2 separate regions of the Triticum aestivum genome follow, and region 1 is linked to region 2. A link is a contact called in public Hi-C data. All regions are on one chromosome and are shown on one strand. The core of a region is the stretch at or near the end of the contact, and the rest is flanking DNA. Distances in the headings are between cores, read along the strand shown. Region 1 has its middle 290 kb from the start of LOC123048921. Region 2 has its middle 16 kb from the start of LOC123048921.

Region 1 (4,885 bases), core at 819-3,318, 310 kb before region 2:
TGCTTATCTCAGTAGTAAAACTACTACTGTTTGTGAACTGACTGAAAAATTGCTACTGTTTGAACCTACTCTGAAAGGTTATATATCTCAGTAGTAAAAGAGCTTCTACACTGTTGTTTGTTTACTGGAAAACTGTTTGTTAATTGATTGAAAAAATGCTAACCACTTGCATTCAGTACGTATGCATGCTATTGTTTCTATTTTTCTATTGCTGTTCATATTGTTAACTGACTAAAAAATGCTATTTGTATATTCTAATGACTGAAAACAGACTGAAAAACTGAACTTTTTCGGTTGTGCTGGGCTGACTGGCTGAGTGTGAGACATTTGCTTTGGATGGATGATGTCCATTGGATGCAGTTTAGATGGCTGATACATGGCCGCATGTTATAGCGTGACTGCCCATGGGCAAGTCACCTAATCTCGGTCCATTATAGACTCAGAATGTATTGGGATATGTGATGTTACGGTAGCTAGCTAAGTTACTCAATTTGGGTCTCTCCTCGTTAACTCAATGCCATATAGGCAATTTTGCTGAATTGGAGCCTAAGTTACTCTTGAAGTTACTCCCACTATGGCCAGTCTAATGGGCTGGACTTACTCTCATTTTTTCCTTTTTTTTCTCTTTCTATGGTTTTGTCCTATCAATCCTTCACTTACTGTCGTATTGTGTAGGCCTTTTTTTTACTGAACTAGGACGTTTGGCAATGGTTCTCGCTTTCAGTGAAATTTCTAAATTTTCATTAACTTCGGGACACATTGAAATAATTGTCTTTTGGTCAAATATTTCAGTAATTTCAGTGGTAAACAGAAATTCAAATAATTTTAAATTCAGTTTTACACTCTGAAAATATTTGGTTCGATCTCAATTTAATTCAAGTGCAAATTTCGGTCCTCTCATCGAAATGAAAACAAAACAATGAATTTCACTGAAATTCAATGATTTCGACAATGGCTGAAATATTTCAGAAACCCGAAATTTAAATCCATGATGTCTCCCAGGGCTGGTAACTTTGGAACTTAGAATAAATTGAAATTATGTATTTTAAATTCTTCAGAAAGATTCCACATGTACATCAGTATAGGTAGATTTACCCTCCTTACCGCCAAATTTCATTACAAAATATTCTATTTGTAGGTACAAAAAGAACATACAAATATGTAGGCCCACAATATCATCTTTATTCCCATGTTCTAAGAATACAAATATGTGGATTTATATGTTGAACTATGACAAAAACTTTCGCAGCCTGCAAGATAGACAATTATGTGGATGTATAGCCTACAAATTCTTGATGAAATTATTAAAAGAAAATATTGAACATCTACAAGTACATGCATTTTCCCATGATTTTTGAAACTTTAAAATAATTTTGTTGTTTTTCTAGACCTGACTCACTTGAGTGCGGGGCCGGGGAACATTGAATAATTTCTTTTGTTTTCTATTTTTATTTTCCTTCTAATAATATCCTCTTGAATATTTCATGATCGCTTTCAATTCCTCATATTTATGTTTAATTACCAATATAAATAAGAATCGGTCATTTTCCATCTTTTTTACTTCCATCATGTGATCCAAACTATCAATAAATTTATTTCTTTTCTATGTGACTACTGAAGCATGCAGAAACTGTTTTCCACAAACGAAACAAAATCCAAGCCTAATTACCAAAGTAAAGAAGTCAGATATTCTTTAGTGTTCCGCTGCAAAAAGGACATTTTTATGAGTTCAAGAGAGAGCAGAACGACAAAGAGTGTAAGTATCATCCAGTTACTTTATAATTAGTAATATTTGGTTACCGAAAAGACGAATGGTTACCCAAATATTTTTACTTTGGTTTATTTGGGTAACCATTCGTCTTTTGGGTATATACCATTAAAACCGAAATTCAAAAGGATAAGGAGAGTTCATACCATACCAAAACCAGAAATCATAAAAACTATGATTTTTTTTGGTTCGGTTTATTTTTTGTATGGTTTTTTTGTTCGGTTTTAAATACACCGAGTGATCTGTGGACTCCAGCCCGCTGGAATGGCCCATTTGGGGAGGCGGCTGACGCGAGCACACGTTAGGTCTCGCTATAAGCGAGACATAGCGCGGCCCGACTCGGCGCCTGAAGTGCTGCTTAGGAGATCTCGGAAAACAGTGTTTGCTCCACTGGGCCTCAAGCATTTTAACGGGCTGGGCTTTATTCTTCTACCAACGTCCTCTCTAAAATGTCAGAGGAATGTTATTCTTTTGTTTTGTGCTATCTGTCCTTCACTATACTGTCAGATTGTGTAGTTTTTTTTACTGAGTCAGGACGTTCGCCTCCCTGATTAGTAAGTTTGGAAATAACTAAATTGAAATTATGTATTTCAAACTTTTCAGATACTAGAAAAGATTCCAAATGTGCATGTAGATTTGGCCTACTTACCGTAAATTTTTATTAAGAAATGTTTTATTTGTAGACACATACATAATACAAATATGTAGACCTACAATAACATATTTATTCTCATGACCTAAAATGATAAATATGTGGATTTATATGTTGAACTATGACAAATACTGCTTTTAGCCTGCAAAAAAAGACATTATGTTGATTTATAGCCCACTAATGAAGAAAGATATTGAGCGTCTACAAGTACATGTAATTCCCCATGATTTTTGAAACTTTAAAAATGTATTTTCAATTTTTCCAAACCAGGCTCATTTGAGCACGGGGCGTGGCACATTGAGTAATTTCTTTTGTTTTCTGTTTATTTTATTGTTCTAGTAATGTGGTCTTGAATATTTCATGACGCTTTTAATTCCTTATATTTATGTTTAGTTAGCAATATAAATAAGAATCGGGCATTTTCTATTCTATTACTTCCATCAGAACTACCAATATGTTTATAGTAACTTTCTTTTTCCGTGTGACTTCTGAAGCATGAAGAAACTGTTTTTCCACACACACAAAATCCACAAAAAGTGCTAGTTACTGAAGTAAAGACGTCGGACATCCTTCGGCGTTGACGAGAGAACAAAACAACAGTGAATGCAACTATGCAAGTACCATCCAGTTGCTTTAGATTTCGTCATAGAATAATTATAGCACAATTCATGTTCGAAAATTTCACCGTGGATACCCCTGTTATGTTTGGTAAGATGGAAATTACGTTCTCATGCAGCAGTGCCCTCACAGTCATCAAATTTTGAGACCTTTTACAATACATCAGATCAATATAGGCCGTTTACTTTTATGTTTGGATGGCCCAAATTTGAAAATACTACTGCAGATTTTCGGTAGTATATTTTGTGATCAGGGGCAGTTTTGGCAGTACTGCGGCCAAGACGGAATTAACTCGCGTAATAATAGCATCAGAGATTAATTGCTGTGATTAATTGTCTCCTACATGCAGCATCAGGCTGGTCACAATGGGCAAGAACATAAGCTAGTAACTTACACACTTCCCTAGACTATGTTACTACCTCCATAGTGGGTAGGAACTTCTATGTAGTGTCATGCAGCGATGTATTTATTAGGTTATAGACTCATTATTTCTTGAAGTGTGTGATGTTCCGGTAACTTAGCTAGTTACCACAAGCACCTCTTTCTTTATTAAATATGTGTCACATAAGCAAAGTTGTATTAAAGTGTGTGATGTTACTTCTAAGTTCTTCTTCATTGTGACCAGCCTCAAAGGACACCTTTCGCGTTCTAGTTTAGTACGCATTGGCCATCGCATGCATTGCCGCATTAAAGAGAAGAATTACTAGTTCAGAGTCGAGACATGAAAGCGGGCTCATTTGGAGAGGAGACTTGTAGAGGAACCGATCTATTATTCGACAGAATGAGGGCCGACAGGCGGAGCGGAGCGGCTGCGCCGTCAAAGATCATGGAGCGGCGACCGGAGGCCAGGAGACGGACCAACCGGCCCTGTGCGTGTAGACGGCCGCCGGACGGCTTCGGCTGCTGACGAACTACCTGAGAATGAAGTGCAAACCTACGAACTAAGATGAAGGATAATTTTTTTTACAGATCTGATTACTTAGGTTATTAATCATTACAATTAACATTAAAAAAAGATAAATCTATCCTAACAGCCAATTACCAAAATTTCCTAGGGAGAAAAAAACCAAAGATCAATATTGACCATTGGATCAGTTATATACTACCCACTATTTCCGGTAGTACGTATGATGCACCGTAAAAAGTCTCCAAATTTTAGATGTCTAACCTCATTCACTTCTACATATCTAGATAAGACTAGAAAGGTGACCACGTAATTAGCCAACACCAACACATGAAAGCTCTTTACAGATGATGGCGCCCTCTGTTGCATCAGCATAAAAAAAACATGGTATAATCTAATGTGGTACTCCCTCCGACCAAAAATACTTGTCAGAGAAATGGATGCATCTAGATATATTTTAATTTTAAATACATCCATTTTTATCTATTTATCCGATAAGTATTTCCGGACGGAGGAAGTATTAAGAAGTGTGAACTGTTTGCCGGCCATCTTTCTAACCCGTCACGCTATGGTTATCCTGGCAAAAATTAGCTTAACAATGCGTTGCTTACGGCAGATATACCCATGGAGTGAGTGGCTTTGCCACTCCGCTGCCTGCCAATGACACCATCTTCCTGTGCTAGTTGATCAGTATCCCTTTTGCTTTTGCGTGGAAACTTTCTTGGAGAAGGTATATATCTCATCTTCTTGTCGAAGGCTTCGATGAATAAAATATGTGCTGCAATGCACCATTTTATTTCTGTAGCAGATGATGTTGTCTCATGTGCCTTCACTGCAGGACTTCACTGGGGAAGGATTTTGTGTTCTGCTCTTACTTTTTTTTTAGACAAACTCACAAAGCTTTTATTCATCCGTTACACAGTTTATAGGGACGAAGCAAAGA
Region 2 (5,329 bases), core at 1,245-3,744:
GCACACCGGTTTTATAACAAAAGGCGTCTTATATTACGGAACAAATGGAGTATATAATAACTAAAAGACACCTCTCGCGTTGCCACGGGTTTTGGGCTTTGTAGAAAGCACACAATAATACACATGAATTTTTTTGAACAAAATGAAATAAATGAGTGCACTATAAACTATAAAGAGAACAAAATATAGAGAAAATATCAAGTCTAGGATCATTAAGAACTCAAGATACATGTTGGATTATCTTCAACTTACCTCGGATACAATACAAACATGTTTCTGGATTCTCATTTCCGCAAGTATAAATTAAGTCAACAACAAGAGCATGCATGCAATCCAGCAAAACGCCCACCACATGCTATATCAGAACTAAAGTTGATTCAGTAGCTCTGTTCAACCCGCCTTAGCTTACCAGTTGTTCGGATGAGTAGCCAATCAGTGGAGAAAACAAACATCTACTCTTTTTAAAGATGGCTTTTGTGTTTGGTGTATTAGAGATTGAATCCTATATCTATATGACGCCCGCATGCGTCATATAGTTGATTTCTCGCTGAGGACTCCTCCTGACGGGCCGGTCCACATAACGAGTGTTTCTATATTTTTTCTGTTTTTTCTTTCTATTTTTAGGTTTTAGTTTTTCTTCTGTTTTTTGGGCTTTAATTTTCTTTATAGTTTTTGCAATATACGGTGAACTTTGATTTCCAATATACCCATGAGCATTTCTTCAAATACACACTGAACTTTTTGTTGTACACAGTGAATTTTTTTCAAATACACACTAATCTTCCTTTAACATATGATGAACTTTTTTTGCTGTGTATATTGAACACTTTTGGAAATATGATGAACATTTTAAAGTATATGATGAATTTTTTTAATATACACTGAAAGTTTTTTAAATAAATGATGAACTTTTTTTAACACATGAGGAACGTGTTTTAGTTGCACTGAGCATTTTTTTAAACATTGTTTGCGCTTTTAAAATATTTTAAATTTTTAAAAGGTGTTCAAAATTTCAAAAAATGCTCGTATTTTTAAAAAAATGTTCACATTTTTCGAAAATTGTTTAGAAATTTCAAAAAATATTCGTATTTTTGAAACATATTCATATTTTCTGAAAAAATGTTCAAAAAACACTGTCTGCTATAGTGTCCATTCTCTACCGTGCGTCGGCGATGGATGAGTTCCGCCTCGTGCCAAGCACCTGTGCCATCGCGTGATCGTCATCTGACCTCGCGCCTTCGCCTCGTCTTATCACTTGCATGTGCAACAGCAGACTGGAACAAGAGCGAGAAGAGCGGACGAGTGCTGCTTACAGTCGATCAAAACTTGTTGTTTGTTAATTTGTTGTTTCTACATCTCAAAGGTAACCTTTCTCGTAGTCCTTAGTTCCTAATTTGTTGTTTGTTAATTGAAGTTCACGCCGAGAGTTGTTTTTTATAATCCAATCATTGGATGGGATTAGTGTCTTGAAAATTGCACTCTTAGTGCTTAATTTTGAGACGACGCAAAAATCAAATTCATATGTTTATGGATTGCATTCCCATCGAATCCAATTTGCTCGGTTTGGATTAATGATTGCTGAGGTATCACCAAAACAGTTTCGGTACCTTTTTTTTTGCAAATTTCAGTAGATTTCTTTTTGCAAGAACTAGTCTATTTTTGGCATAATCAGTTTTTGATTACAACATGGGACAGGTATATAACTTGTTGTCGAAGATCCTGATTTGCTTGTTTTCTTGATTTGGTAATAATGTGGATCAAGATTAATAGCCTAGAAATCTGTATATGCGTGCATTGGAGATGCTTCTAAATTTACATAAATATACATAGATTTTTTGGATGCTCAAGAGCCGAGGCCAAATTTATATTTATGTTTAATGGGTCCTCAAGATGTCAGGACCGGCCCTTCACCGAGGCCCTCGGGGAGGCGTTTGCTGTGAATGCAAATGCGACGACGGGTGGCGTCACAAAAAAATAAATTAGATCTTTCGAATAAAAGTCAAATCATCTTAAATTCTGAACAAATCAAAACAGTGATTTTGCTCTCTAGCGGTGCTGCAATGCACGCACCTCCTGTGACGCTCTCGTTGCAGCGCAACTTTTCGTCCCCATATGTCCATGCTCTGCCATGAGCCCATGATCGATGGGCGCACGGCCGGGTCACATCGTTCCGTTCCTTTGGATTTGGAGATGAATGCGACGCTGCGGAAGCACAAACGCACTATGTCCGGACGCGTCACGGATCCCGTGCCAAACTGAACCAAATCAGACTCCTACTCTCACAACACGGCCACGGTTGTTGGCGGCAGTGGTGGATCTAGAATCTTACCAACGTGGGGGCAAGCATGGGAAAAGATGATTGAATGGCACAAAAATGAGCATAATGTATATAAATATGCACTAGTAAAGGTAAAATTGCAATTTTCCCCACCATTGGTTGGCGGGGGATGTGTTCGATTGGTGCGGCGATGCCGTTGAGATGGCAAAGCATCAACGTCGGAAACTTATCCCTGAAGATATATATTCTATTGAGCTGAACTACACCAGCAACAAGATAGATGCTATTGAAATGTTAGTTAAACCATGTGAGTGGTTACTTAGAACGAGAATCAGAATCAGATCAAACGAACACATATACAGTGATACACGTCTAAAAATTGAGTTTGTAAGAGTGATGTCCCATCAAAGAAGAAGGAAAAAATGGTTAAATGACCATTGCCGATTACTTCCTCGGTTCCAGAATATAAGGTGCATGGATTTCCATGCAAGTCAATTATATGAATGTTTGGCCAAGATTATAAAATAAGATAACAACATCTGCAATGCCTAGTAGATAAAATATGAAACTACTTTTCATGATGGTTCAAATGATATAAATTTCGTATTCTGAATGTTGATATATTTTTCAAAAAAATTGATCAAACTTGCACTCGTTTGACTTTTAAAAAACAAATACTTATAAGGGAGTATATAAGATGATGATGCGATTTGGAGGCGTCGGCGCTACCATATGGTGCATGCTTTGGAATATTGATTGATGCTGGCGTATACTCTCGTACTGCGACGATTGTGCGACACGTGCTCGTATGTTCAGAAGTTGTTGAACTGTCCATGCCCACACCGCCTAAACCCAACGTAGGTAGAGGCAGAAGCAGACACGATCGAGCATCAAGATTCAAGAGCCGCGAGAGTATATATAAACTGCGAACTGGTTCCTTTTGTCTTCTGCGGAAAGTGACTCCAGCAGCTGGAATCTTGCTGAAACTTCCCGGCAAATCGCGATAAGTTTATTGGGAATATTAATTCTTATCTGCTGATCTTGCAGGGTCGGGGTACTGCTCTTGTGAGCGGGTAGGAGTAGGTTCGTTGCCGTTGTATCATGGGCGGAAGACGGGACTCGGTTGGAGAAACGGAAACTACGGTCTGATCTCGAGCGAAACGGGATGAAAACAGAGTGCTTCTGTGCTGTCTGATCACGAGCGAAACGGAAGGTTCCTTTCAGTTTTTCATTTTTTTTTCAGTTTTGCTTAAACACATCTAGATGTGTTCTAAATATTGCACATCCAAGTCCTATGTTATTGATTTTACGCTAAGATTTGTGTAATCATTTTTTTTCTCCTTTTCTTTTCCTTTCTAATTTAATTGAGTCACTTTGATGTGTAATAATTAGAGCATATCCAGATGTTCCGTAGACAGATTCTTCTTTTTTATCTACTTTATTTTCATGATTTAGTTTTCTGTTTGCAATTTATTTTTTTACTTTTAAATTTATGAATATTTTTAACATTTATAAATTATTTTTTCGAAATGCAGGAACATAATATAAATGCTTGAATATATTTAAAAATTCATAAATATTTTATTCAAAACCATGAACATTTTTTTAAAATGTGAATATTTATATTCATCGACGTAATTCTTGAATATATTTAAAAAATTCATATTCATAAACGTTTATCAAGTTACCAACATTTTTAAATCCGTGAACTTTTTTTTGAAGAAATTGTGAACAATTATAGAACTCATGATTATTTTTGACAATTCATGAATATTTTTCACATTTGTGAAGAATTTTCAAACCTATGATCATTGTTTAAATTCATAAATGTTTTTTTAATTGTGAACATTTTTGGAAATTCACAAACAAACAAAATCTTGAATGTATTTTTCGCAAAATGTTTTACTAGAATGTGTGTCTCGATACTATGATGTGAGGCCCATGGTTCGAGAAAAAATAAATTAAACTCTCCTAGGCCTCTATTCCTAGGGACCTTAGTAATTGTAAGGATGAGGCACAGTCGTCATGCGACACGAAATAAGTGCCATGGACCCCTGCATAATACTCGTTTATTTCACGAATACTTTTCATGAACTCACGAACATTTTTTTAAAATTACAAGCAGCTTTCAAAATTGTGATTTCATTACAAAGTCATGAACATTTTGTTGAATTGGCGAACATTTTTCAGTAGATGAACAATTTTTGAAATTCATGCTCGTTTATTTTTTTTAAAACACCTTTTGAAATGCATGAACATTTTTTGAGTTCATGAACTTCGCTTTGAAACAACAAACCATTTTTGAGTCAATGATTTTCTTTCTGAAAATTTGGAACGTTTTGGAAACAAATCATGAACATTTTTATATTTGTGAACATTTATTGAAATTGATGAACATTTTTTGAAAATCAATAACATTTTTTTATTTCCTGAACTTCTTATTCAAAATTGTGACCTTTTTCATTTTTTTTCAAATAATCAACATTTTTTGAATTCATGATCATTTTATTATTTCCTGAACACTTTTCAATATTATGAATATTTTTTGAAGTCATAAACTTTTTTTAAAATTCACAATATTTTCAAATTTGGAACTTGTTTGAATTCCCAAATTCTTATAATGAAGAAAAAACAAAGTTAACAAGAAAAAAATGAAATGAAAAAAACTGCTGGTGTCTCGCCACCCACATGGGCCAGCAGAAAAGGGCGTGCGCGGGAAAGCCGGTTGCCTATTTGCTCGTTTACCAGCGCGTACCGCGCGCTTTCCCGTGACCTAGCCGCCAGAGGTGACTAGGGTTTCTTACTCCGGCGACTCCACGTCGCCGTTGAGGCCCTCCTGAGTATTTTTCGACGCCGGATCCCATCCCCTTCCCTATTGCACACTCTTGGGCTGTTCCACCCGGCCTCGGAGCGAAGCACAGGGCTCTAGGGGTTTCTGCAAGACCGGCGGCAATGGCAGCTTCATCCTCCTCCAGACCCCCCCGTCGTTCGGCTGGGGGTGGATGGAAGGGGAAATCGTCGAACGATCTGGAGACGGCGATGAAGAACATG

Evidence for each region. A called contact is a pair of places that touch in the nucleus more often than the background predicts.
Region 1: a Hi-C map of leaf shows a contact between it and region 2, with 8 times the contacts expected there. The contact joins two enhancer-like sites. A contact is called at or near these places in 4 of 5 Hi-C or Micro-C datasets (leaf and an unstated tissue) and 1 of 1 datasets of contacts at active chromatin or transcription factors (leaf).

The regions. Positions count from the first base shown.
Region 1 is chr1A:331,118,879-331,123,763 of IWGSC CS RefSeq v2.1, reverse strand. No RefSeq gene overlaps it. Among protein-coding and RNA genes, the nearest start is that of LOC123048921, 290 kb to the right of the region's middle. Within about 2 kb of position 2,068, at least 1 of the 8 cell types and tissues checked has an H3K27ac peak or open chromatin away from gene starts, as enhancers often do.
Region 2 is chr1A:330,809,601-330,814,929 of IWGSC CS RefSeq v2.1, reverse strand. No RefSeq gene overlaps it. Among protein-coding and RNA genes, the nearest start is that of LOC123048921, 16 kb to the left of the region's middle. Within about 2 kb of position 2,494, at least 1 of the 8 cell types and tissues checked has an H3K27ac peak or open chromatin away from gene starts, as enhancers often do.